Linked DNA regions of Sus scrofa: region 1 is linked to region 2. A link is a contact called in public promoter capture Hi-C data. All regions are on one chromosome and are shown on one strand. The core of a region is the stretch at or near the end of the contact, and the rest is flanking DNA. Distances in the headings are between cores, read along the strand shown.

What was found. Promoter capture Hi-C pulls out the DNA fragments that hold promoters and counts their contacts.
Region 1: a contact with region 2 is called in a promoter capture Hi-C map of liver, with 2.6 times the contacts expected there. The contact joins the promoter of ESPL1 here to the enhancer-like site in region 2. A contact is called at or near these places in 1 of 5 promoter capture datasets (liver), 8 of 47 Hi-C or Micro-C datasets (blood, embryonic fibroblasts, liver and 4 more) and 1 of 2 datasets of contacts at active chromatin or transcription factors (alveolar macrophages).

What each region holds. Positions count from the first base shown.
Region 1 is chr5:18,485,418-18,490,596 of Sscrofa11.1, forward strand. ESPL1 (separin) reads left to right here and starts at 1,552. Exons shown (of 32, transcript XM_013986230.2): 1 at 1,552-1,769; 2 at 2,133-2,226; 3 at 2,409-3,467; 4 at 3,735-3,839; 5 at 3,999-4,119. The coding sequence starts at 2,146.
Region 2 is chr5:18,383,714-18,388,643 of Sscrofa11.1, forward strand. CSAD (cysteine sulfinic acid decarboxylase) reads right to left here. Exons shown (of 17, transcript XM_021091702.1): 7 at 4,613-4,719; 8 at 4,052-4,167; 9 at 3,251-3,330; 10 at 2,882-2,936. Among named protein-coding and RNA genes, the nearest start is that of ZNF740, 23 kb to the right of the region's middle. Within about 2 kb of position 3,283, at least 5 of the 83 cell types and tissues checked have an H3K27ac peak or open chromatin away from gene starts, as enhancers often do. A contact at or near this core is called in liver, where this site is marked.

The sequences.
Region 1 (5,179 bases), core at 302-2,801, 100 kb after region 2:
AAAAAAAAAAAAAAAAAAAAAAAAGATCCAGCGTTGCCACAAGCTGTGCTGTAGGTTTCAGATTCAGCTTTAATCTGGTGTTGCTGCTGCTGTGGTGTAGGCTGGCAGCTACAGCACTGACTCAATCCCTAGCCCAGGAACTTCCATATGCTGCAGGTGTGGATGTAAAAATAAACAAATAAATAAAAACAACATTAGTTTAAAAAAACACATGATCATCTCTCTCTCTCTCTCTTTTTTTTTTTTTTTTTTTTTGGTCTTTTTAGGACTGCACCTGAGGCATATGGAGGTTCCCAGGCTAGGGGTCAAATTGGAGCTGTAGCTGCCAGCCTACACCACAGTCACAGCAATGCTGGGTCCTCAACCCACTAAGCGAGGCCAGGGATTGAACCTCTGTCCTCATGGATACTTGTCAGGTTCATTAACTGCTGAGCCAGGACAGGAACGCCAACACTGAAATTCTTTGTCATTGTTTTTCTGGTTGTTTTAAATAGTCTTCCCTGCTAGAGTTCCAGCTCCTAAAAGAGGCTAAAGATGATGAATGATAATAATAATAGTGAAGGATGAGTTATCCAATGGAGTTCATCAGGAAAAAGTTAATTGGAAGACCCAGAGTTTTGAACTGATTGTTTAGTGGAGGAAGGGAAGAGATGCAGAGCCAACTGATGTGTGTGTTCGGGAAAAGAGTACTCATCCAATATAAGGCATTAAAAACTGTGCAATATTCAAGTGAGTGAGTTTTCCTAATTCTTCCCATCATCACTCACAATCTTCTACCCCACCCCTCTACCCTCTACCCCCAACCAGAAGATCCTCTGCCTCGCTCAAACAATTCAACTGATGAGAGGAGCAAGGCTGGACCGCAGAGAGAGTTGTTAGTCGCCACAGTACTCATGCCAGTACCCCCGGAAAACTGTATTTTAACAGAATTCCTTGAAAGGCTACACCCTTTTTTCTTAGTAACCCAAACCGCAAGTTTCCAAGTAAGTTCTTTTTCTTTTTCTTTTTTTTTCTTTTTTTTTTTGTCTTTTTAGGGCCGCACCCAGGCATACAGAAGTTCCCAGGCTAGGGGTCAAATCTGAGCTGTAGCTGCTGGCCTACGCCACAGCCACATCATTGCCAGACTCCAGCAGTGTCTGCGACCTACACAACAGTTCACTGCAACGCTGGATCCCTAACCCACTGAGCCAGGCCAGGGATGGAACTTGCGTCCTCATGGATGCTAGTCAGATTCCAGATTCGTTTCCCCTGAGCCACCAAGGTAACCCCCCCACTAAGTTCTTTTTGTTGTCTAACCTATTTCTCTCTTCTGGAAATTTAAACTTTTTCCCAGCTCTGAAGATAAAGGGAAAGAGAAGGAGACGGGGGCGCTGGCCTTCACTGAAGGGGCTGGACTTCACCGTAGGGGCAACCAGCAGCTGACCAGAAGGGGGAAAAAAAACGAAAAAAAAAAAGAGAGAGAAAACCCGCGCCCCCAAGAGGCCTTAACTCCCACGGCATTGGGACACCGCCAGCCGGCGTCACGTGACGACGCACCGCGGCGGGTAAACTACAACTCCCAGCGTGCCGCGCGGCCCGCCGGCGTTACGCAGCTCTCGCTGATTGGTCGCTGGGAATATTTGAAAGGAGGGGCTGGCGCGGAAAACGAAGGGTACATTTTGGATCCTTACCGAGTTCTCTGTGTAGTGGGTAAGTCCTGCTTCTGGGAAGGAGGACGGTCTCTGAGACCCGAAGGCCTGAAGGCCTCATGAGCGTGTGTATGCGCTGAGGTGAGTGGGGTCCCAGCGCTGACTTGAGGAAGAGGCCGGGCGTCAGGAGGGTCGGGAGCCCGCCGCAAGTCCTGGTGGGCGCTGAAGAGCTGGGTGGAGGCCTCCGGTGTGGGCCGTAGGTTGGTGGGAAGGGTAGTGAGGCTGGGGACCGGCCAGGAGGAAGGAAGAGAGGAAGCGTCGGTTTATAACGGGAGCCTGGAGTCCTGGCATGGGCTTTTTTTCCGGTAGGATTTCTGAGGGGATTCTTTGCGCCCCCGCCCGCCCCGCCGCCGCCTTCCGAGGCCTTCGAGCCCTTCTCCCGCCCTTCATTTACCTCCTTTACAAATCTTCTCAGCCTTCCTTAATCCGTTTCCTTTCTCCTAGCCCCCTCGGCACCATGAGGAGCTTCAAAGGAGTCAACTTTGGGACTTTGCTAAGCAGTCCAAAGGAGGCTGAAGAGTTGCTGCCTGACTTGAAGGTGGGCGTGCTGGCTGGCTGTGGGTACATACACCTGGCTTCCCAAGCTGCGCTGTTTGTTTTTTAACTGGTTTGAAAAGACGGATGAATAGGAGATCCTCTTCTGAGCAATCCCATTTCTAGTTCCCTTCCCTATTCTTTTTCTCCTTTGGTAGCCCCATTCACATCTTCCTCTTCTCCTAGGAGTTCCTGTCCAAGCTTCCAGTTGGTTCTCCCAGCTGTCGGTCTGATGCGGAGAGGAGACAGACTTGTGATGCTGTCCTGAGGGCTTGCAACCAGCAACTGACTGTCAGGCTGGCTTGCCCTGAGCACCTAGGGAGCCTGCTGGAGCTGGCAGAGCTGGCTTGCGATGGCTACTTGAGGTCTACCCCCCAGCGCCCACCCCTCTATCTGGAACGAATTCTTTTCATCTTTCTGCGAAATGTTGCCGCACAGGGAATCCCAGAGGCCACACTCCGGCTTGCTCAGCCCCTCCATGCCTGCATGGTGCAGTGCTCTCGCCAAGCTGCTCCTCAGGACTATGAAGCTGTGGCTCGGGGTAGCTTTTCTCTGCTTTGGAAGGGGGCAGAAGCCCTGGTGGAGCCGCGAGTGGCGTTCTCAGCTCGGCTGAAGGCCTTGAGCTTTCTAGTACTCTTGGAGGATGAAAGCACCCCTTGCGAAGTTCCCCACTTTGCTTCTCCAACAGCCTGTCGAGTGGTAGCTGCCCATCAGTTATTTGATACCAGTGGACATGGTCTGAATGAAGCAGATGCGGATTTCCTAGATGACCTGCTCTCCAGACATGTGGTCAGAGCCTTGGTGGGTGAGGGAGGGGACTCTCCTGGTCCCCTTTCCTCCCAGAAGGCCCTCTGTCTCTTGGAGCTCACCCTGGAACACTGCCGTCGCTTCTCCTGGAGCCACCACTATGCCAAGGCCACCAGGGCAGTGGAGAAGGCCCATGATTACCTAAAGAACACCAGTCTGGCCCCCAGCCTCCAGCTATGCCAGCTGGCAGTCGAACTGCTGCAGGTTGGAGAGGGAGGACCCCAGGCGGTGGCCAAGCTTCTGATCAAGGCATCAGCTGTCCTAAAGAACTGTATGGAGGCACCGTCACCCCCGCTGCGAGCATTGTGTGACAGCTGCCAGTTCTTCCTCTCAGCCTTGGAGCGAGGCACGAAGAGGTGCTATGGACCTGATGCTGTACTCAGCCTCTTTGCTTTTCTTGGAAGCTACTGTTCCCTCATCCGGCAGCTGCAGGATGGTGTGAGTTAAGGACCAGGAGGTAGGGTGGGAAGGTGGCTCTGTGGACTTTCTGTCAGGCTCTGATCTTTGATAAGATCTGGGAGCCCAGCTCCCGCCTCCGTAAGCTGCTGTCTGGACTCTACCTGGCCAGCCAGCCAGCAGCCTAGTACATGCTGAGAGCACAGTGGCCCTTCCTGACGTCCTCCTTCCTAGGCTGTTATCCACTATCCAGGACTCTGAGCCCAGAGCTCCCTGTCCCTCAAACCAACCCTCCCCTTCCTTCCTCAGGTCTGTGGGGACTCCTCCAAGCAGCAGCAGGCTTTGGTTCAGATGCACTTTCAGGGACTTCACCTCTACACCGTGGTGGTCTATGACTTTGCCCAAGGCTGTCAGGTACCATCTGGAATCAAAAAAACCTGTTCAGGTCCTAGGGTCTGGAGTTGCTTGACTGCCCCGGGTAGAGCTTCAGGGTTGCATTGGCTTTGGGCATGGGGTGGGGTGGACATCGCCTTGGACCTGGTATGTCTCCTCTCACTTTTCTTGTCCCTTCAGGTAGCTGACATGTCTGACTTGGCCCAGCTAGTGGAAAGTTGCAGATCTGCTGTTGTCTGGATGCTGGAGGCCTTAAAGAGCCTGTCAGGCCAAGAGCTGACCGACTACCTGGGGATGACTGGTTAGTGCCCTGGGGCTCAGATAGAGGGTTCTTGGGAGGGTCATCCCTTCTTAGGCAGGTAAGTAGCACTTGCTGGTTAGTTCTGACCACTAGGGAGGCTCCCGGGGGTTTACAGAGGCAATGAAAAAGATGTTTATAAGGACCTCTGTATTTAACAGCAGTGGAGAAGTCATGAGGCTAACATACCATAACAGACACAAATTCTTTCTCATTGACTTTGAAATCTGTTTGGTATTTGTTTCATAAAAATGCAGAACATTTATAATTTAAACTTGTTTAAACCAGGTAAAATGTGCACATGGTTCAAAATTCAAAATGCACGAAAGGGCATATAGTGAGGAGTTCCTGTTGTGGCACAGCGGAAACAAATCCGACGAGGAACCATGAGGTTGTGGGTTCAATCCCTGCCCTCGCTCAGCGGGTTCAGGATCTGGCATCGCTGTGAGATGCGGTGTAGCTCACAGATGCGGCTTGGATCCTGCATTGCTGTGGCTGTGGTGTAGCCTGGCAGCTGTGGTTCTGATTCGACCCCTCGCCTAGGAACCTCCATGTGCTGCGAGTGCAGCCCTACAAAGCAAAAAAAAAAAGCAAGCAGTGAGAAGTTCCTCTGCTGTTCCTAATCCTAGTCACCCAAGTCCCCCTCTGCAGAGGCAACTAATATGGTCAATTTCTTACGTATCCTTCTAGAGATATACTATGTATACCGATATATGTAAATATAAACTGTGTATACGTGTATGGACTAACAGACATATATACTTCTCTTTTTATTGAGATCTACATGCAGAAAAATTCTAAGATCATAAGCAGACAGCTTTACAGATTTTATGAAGTGAACATACTTAGTAGCCAATGCCTAGGTCAAGTAACAGAGCATGACTTAACCCCCCAGAAACCCTCCTTGTGCCTCCTCTGGTCCCCACACTCCAACAGCACTCACTACCTATCCTAATAGCATCGATTAGTTTTGCCTGTTTTTGTACTTCATAATAAAGTTTCCCCTCATTTGACAAAAAGCATGGCCCTCTAGTTTAAATTATATAAACCTAATGAGTCCAGT
Region 2 (4,930 bases), core at 2,033-4,532:
ATAACCCACTGAGCGAGGCCAGGGATCGAACCTGCAACCTCATGGTTCCTAGTCGGATTCGTTAACTACTGAGCCATGATAGGAACTCCCAGAGATGGAATTTGATGTGTTTGTGGGAGAAGGTGAGGGCCATGTCTTACTCCTCTGCCATCTTGATTCATCCCCCCAGAGATGGAATTTAAACAGAGGACTGTCTGGTGGTCTATTTCCAAAGCTCATATTCTTTTTGTTTTGTTTTTCTTCCTTCCTTCCTTCATTCCTCCCTCCCTTTTGCTTGCTTTTTTTTGCCAAGGCATGCAGCAGCTTGATGTGGGATCTCAGTTCCCAGACCAGGGACTGAACCTGCACTGCAGCAGTGAAAGCACCGAGTCCCAACCACTAGACCACCAGGGGACTCCCCAAAGCTTATATTCTTTCAAAAAAGTTTAATATCTTACTGGATGATCAAAATACTATTTAAAATGCCCTTATAGGACAAAAGTTTATGAAGAAACTGAATTCGTGTTTAAAAAACTACTATGGGAAGTTCCCGTTGTGGCACAGCAGAAATGAATCCAACTAGTATCCATGAGGATGTGGGTTCCATCCCTGGCCTTGGTCAGTGGGCCGGGGATCTGGCATTGCTGTGGCTGTGGCGTAGGCTAGCAGCTACAGCTCTGATTCAACCCCTAGCCTGGGAACCTCTATATGTTGCAGATGCAGCCCTAGAAGGCAAAATAATAATAATAATAATAATAATAATAATAATAATTACAATGAAGAAAGCACAGGCTCAGATGGCTTCACTGATAAATTCTACAAAACATATAAAAGAGAACTGATATCAGCTCTTCGTAAACTTCCAAAAGAAAAAAAAAGAAGAGGAAGAAACACTTCCATATTCATCCTATGAGGTACATATTACCCTGATACTAAAACCAGACAAAACATCACAAGAAAACTACAAAATATATCTAAGGAGTTCCCATCTTAGCCCAATGGTTATATATATACATATATACATATCTTATAAATAAATACAGACATAAAAATCTACAAAACACTAGCAAACCAAATTTGCAGCAATATATAAAAAGAATTATATGCCATGATAAAGTGGGATTTGTTCCAGGAGTGTAAGCTGGTATAACAATCCAAAAATCAATTAATGTCGGAGTTCCTGTCATGGCTCAGTGGTTAACGAATCTGACTAGGAACCATGAGGTTGCGGGTTCAATCCCTGGCCTTGCTCAGTGGGTTAGGGATCTGGCGTTGCCGTGAACTGTGGTGTAGGTTACAGACTCAGCTTGGATCTGGCATTGCTGTGGCTGTGGCGTAGGCCAGTGGCTATAGCTCGGATTCCACCCCTAGCCTGGGAACCTCCATATGCCGCAGGAGCAGCCTAGAAAAGGCAAAAAGACAAAAAGACAAAAAAATATATATATCAATTAATGTGATACAACCTTACCAACAGAATAAAGGGAAAAAACCCACATCTCAGTGCGGTCTATTGATCATCTCAATAGACACAGAAGACTTTCGACAAAATCCAATACTCCTTCATGGTAAAAACACTTCAAAAACTAAAAATCCCTCAACCGGATAAAGGGCAACTACAAAAACTCCATAGCTACCATCACACTCAAGAGTGACAGACGGGAGGTCCTGTCGTGGCGCAGTGGTTAATGAATCCCACTAGGAACCATGAGGTTGCAGGTTTGGTCCCTGGCCTTGCTCAGTGGGTTGGGGATCCGGCGTTGCGGTGAGCTGTGGTGTAGGCTGCAGATGCGGCTCGGACCCCGCGTTGCTGTGGCTCTGGCGTAGGCTGGTGGCTACAGCTCCGATTCGACCCCTAACCTGGGAATCTCCATGTGCCGCAGAAGCGGCCCTAGAAAAGGCAAAAAGACAAAAAAAAAAAAAAAAAAAAAAAAAAAGAGTGACAGACGGAAAGCGTCTCCCCCAAGATCAGGAACAAGACAAGATGTTTGTTCAGTCTCTGCATTTCTTTTCAACCCTGTGCCGAGGTTCTAGTAGGGCAATGAGGTAAAAAAAATAAGAGGCATCCAGATTGGAAAGAGAAAAGGCAATATTATCTCTGTTTTCAAATTACATGACATTGTATCTAGAAAAGTCTAAGGAATCTACTATATTTAACAATTGTTCAGGAGTTCCCGTTGTGGCTCAGTGGGTTAAGAACCCAACATAGTGTCCTTAAGGATATTGGTTCTATCCCTGGGCCCACTCACGGCAGTAAGGATCTGGCATTGCTGTGAGCTGCAGCAGAGGTCACAGATGCGGCTTGGATCCTGAGTTGCTGTGGCTGTGGTGTAGGCCGGGAGCTGTGGTGGAGGCCGGCAGTTGCAGCTCCAACTCGACTCCTAGCTTGAGAACTTCCATACGCCATGGGTGCAGCCATTAAAAAAAAAAAAAAAAAAATTGTACAGATTGTGCCCAAATGCCCTCTAGGATGGCTGTAGCGGTTTCCAGGTCCCCCAGTTGGTGGTGGGGGGTGGAGGGCCATCCGGGAGCCTCCACACTTCCCACCGCTCCAAGCCCGCACATCTTCCTGCACAGGCCCTCCCAGCTCCCAGAAACCTGCGCTACACTTCGGGTCCCCCACACCCTCCGGGCAGTGCTCCTTGGGACTCCACTCAGTGACTTGGTCCTGCAGCTGCCTCGAGCTCAATCCTGCCCATGGGTCTCGGACTGTAGTGTCCTCGCTCCCCAGCCTCCCCAGGGATCAATGCAGCCCATGGTGGGGGAGGACACAGCTGTGGAGATGGGGGTGGGGAAAGGATGCCTTGAGTAGGGACAGGCCAAAGAATCCTCTAAGAAAGGGACTGGGGCGGGGGTGGGGGGGGGTTGTCCTGCTCCACTGCTCCAGCCCCCTTCACTCACTCACCTCAGCCTCAGCCAGTCTGATCTGCTGCTCCAGATCCTCAGGGATCATTTTCCCTCTGGAAAAGAAAACTGAGTAGGTAGAGAAGTAACAGACTCTCTAGACTAGGCGGCAGAACTGTCGAGAGCAGGGTAATGTGAGCTTAGCAATGCAGAGGCCACAATGTTGATTTTTCCCTAAGAGGGGTAAACAGATCTCAGGGACAGGGCGGAGACTCTAAGCAGGCACTGGTAGGCATGAAGCAGCAATTCTGGGGGAACAGACTAGGGAGAGAAGTCCACTGGGGTGTGGGCCCCAGGCCAGAGCCTCTGGCAGCGGGAGGGCACGCTAAGCCAGGCTGGGTCTGAGCCACGCAGACAGAAGGACCTTCACCTCTCATCTGCCTGGACTATTCGGACACTGTCGGTGCCAAGTCCCAGAAAGGCAGCTCCCTTCTTGATGGAGTAATGACACTGTGGAGGAAGGCAGAGGGCCGGGGGAGGAGTGGAGAGAGACTGGTGAAATACACGAGATCCTGGACACCAGGGCTTCTCCGATGTTCTCGCATCCCCGGTGGGTCTGGTTAAAATGCAGATTCCTATTCAGTAGGTCTGGGCTGGGACCCGAGACTCTGCATTTCTTTTTCTTTTTTTTGGGGGGGTGCATCTTTTTAGGGCCGCATCCACAGCATAGGGAGGTTCCCAGGCTAGGGGTCGAATTGGAGCTATAGCTGGCCTACACCACAGCCACAGCAATGCCAGATCCAAGCCGTGTCTGCGACCTACACTACAGCTCACGGCAACGCCGGATCCTTAACCCACTGGGCAAGGCCAGGGATTGAACCTGTGTCCTCATGGATGCTAGTCAGATTCATTTCTGCTGATTTCTGATGGGAGCTCCAAGAATCTGAATTTCTAACAAGCTCCCAGGTTATACAGACACCGCTGTGAACCATACTCTTAGTAGAAAGCGTTCCTGGCTGCCCCTCCACTACCCCCAGACAGAAGCCAAGGTGAATGGAAGTGTTTCCTCCATCCCCCTGGTTAGAAGGAGGCAGATCTGCCGGGGGGGGGGGGGGGGCAGGCTGGCCTCAGCAGAGGTAGGTCTGGGCAGGCAGAGAACCTGACGGGTCTCAGACTCAGCTGGGTGGAGGTTAGAATTAGGAGCCCCGGGAAGGCTCGTGCCACTTCTCACCTCCTTGGATGTGAAGAGGGCCAGGGGTGGCAGTGCCCGGAGGCCCCTCTGTTTGCAATCCGGGTAGCGCTGATAGCGGGCCAGGTTCATAGCATACATGTTGGAGATGGAGCCACCTGTCACAGGGAAGAGGTGGTAGCGAGAGGGAGGGGCAGTGGGTCAGAACTGGAGTGCGGCTCTCCTGACCTCTCCACCCAGAACTGATCAAAGAAGCAGAGTGATTGGCTCTCAGGCCATGAGTTCTAAGGGCTCGACCAATGGCAAGCCAGCAAGCCAGAAGCGGGATCTGCAGATTCCCTGGACTACCCCTCCTTATCCTGGGCCGATCCCAGGATCCACCCCCACCCCCCATCAGGTCACTGAAGTGCTGATCCCACGGACTGTTGGGCAAACACCAGGATACGGGGGATTGGACAGCTTTTCTCAGGTTTGGCCCGAGCCCAGCTGGAGAAGAAACAAAGAGGACGTGCCCCTCGCTGCCAGCTGAGAGCCAGAGAACAGCGGGAGAGGAGGAACACTTGAAAAGACCAAAGACAGGCACCCCCCCTCCTGGTCACATACCAGGGCAAAAGACCCCATCCCCAGAGCTCCAGCCCACCAGGGCCCGGAGTTTCTTCAGCACCTCTTCTTCCATGAGTACAAACACGGGGGCGATTTCATACGTGTACCTGCCAGGAGAGGGGATAATGAGAACTGGAGGGACTCTTAGAGGAGTGGGGGAGAGAGGGAGCGAGGGGAGGGTCCAAAGAGAGGACTGGGCTGAGGACAAAGAACCAGGGAAGGAGGAGAAACAACGGGAGCCCGGAGGTATAAGAAAGCCTGGAGAAAGGGAGCCCAAAGGGTACGAGGGTGAAGACTCTGCCAGCAGAGATTGGCAGC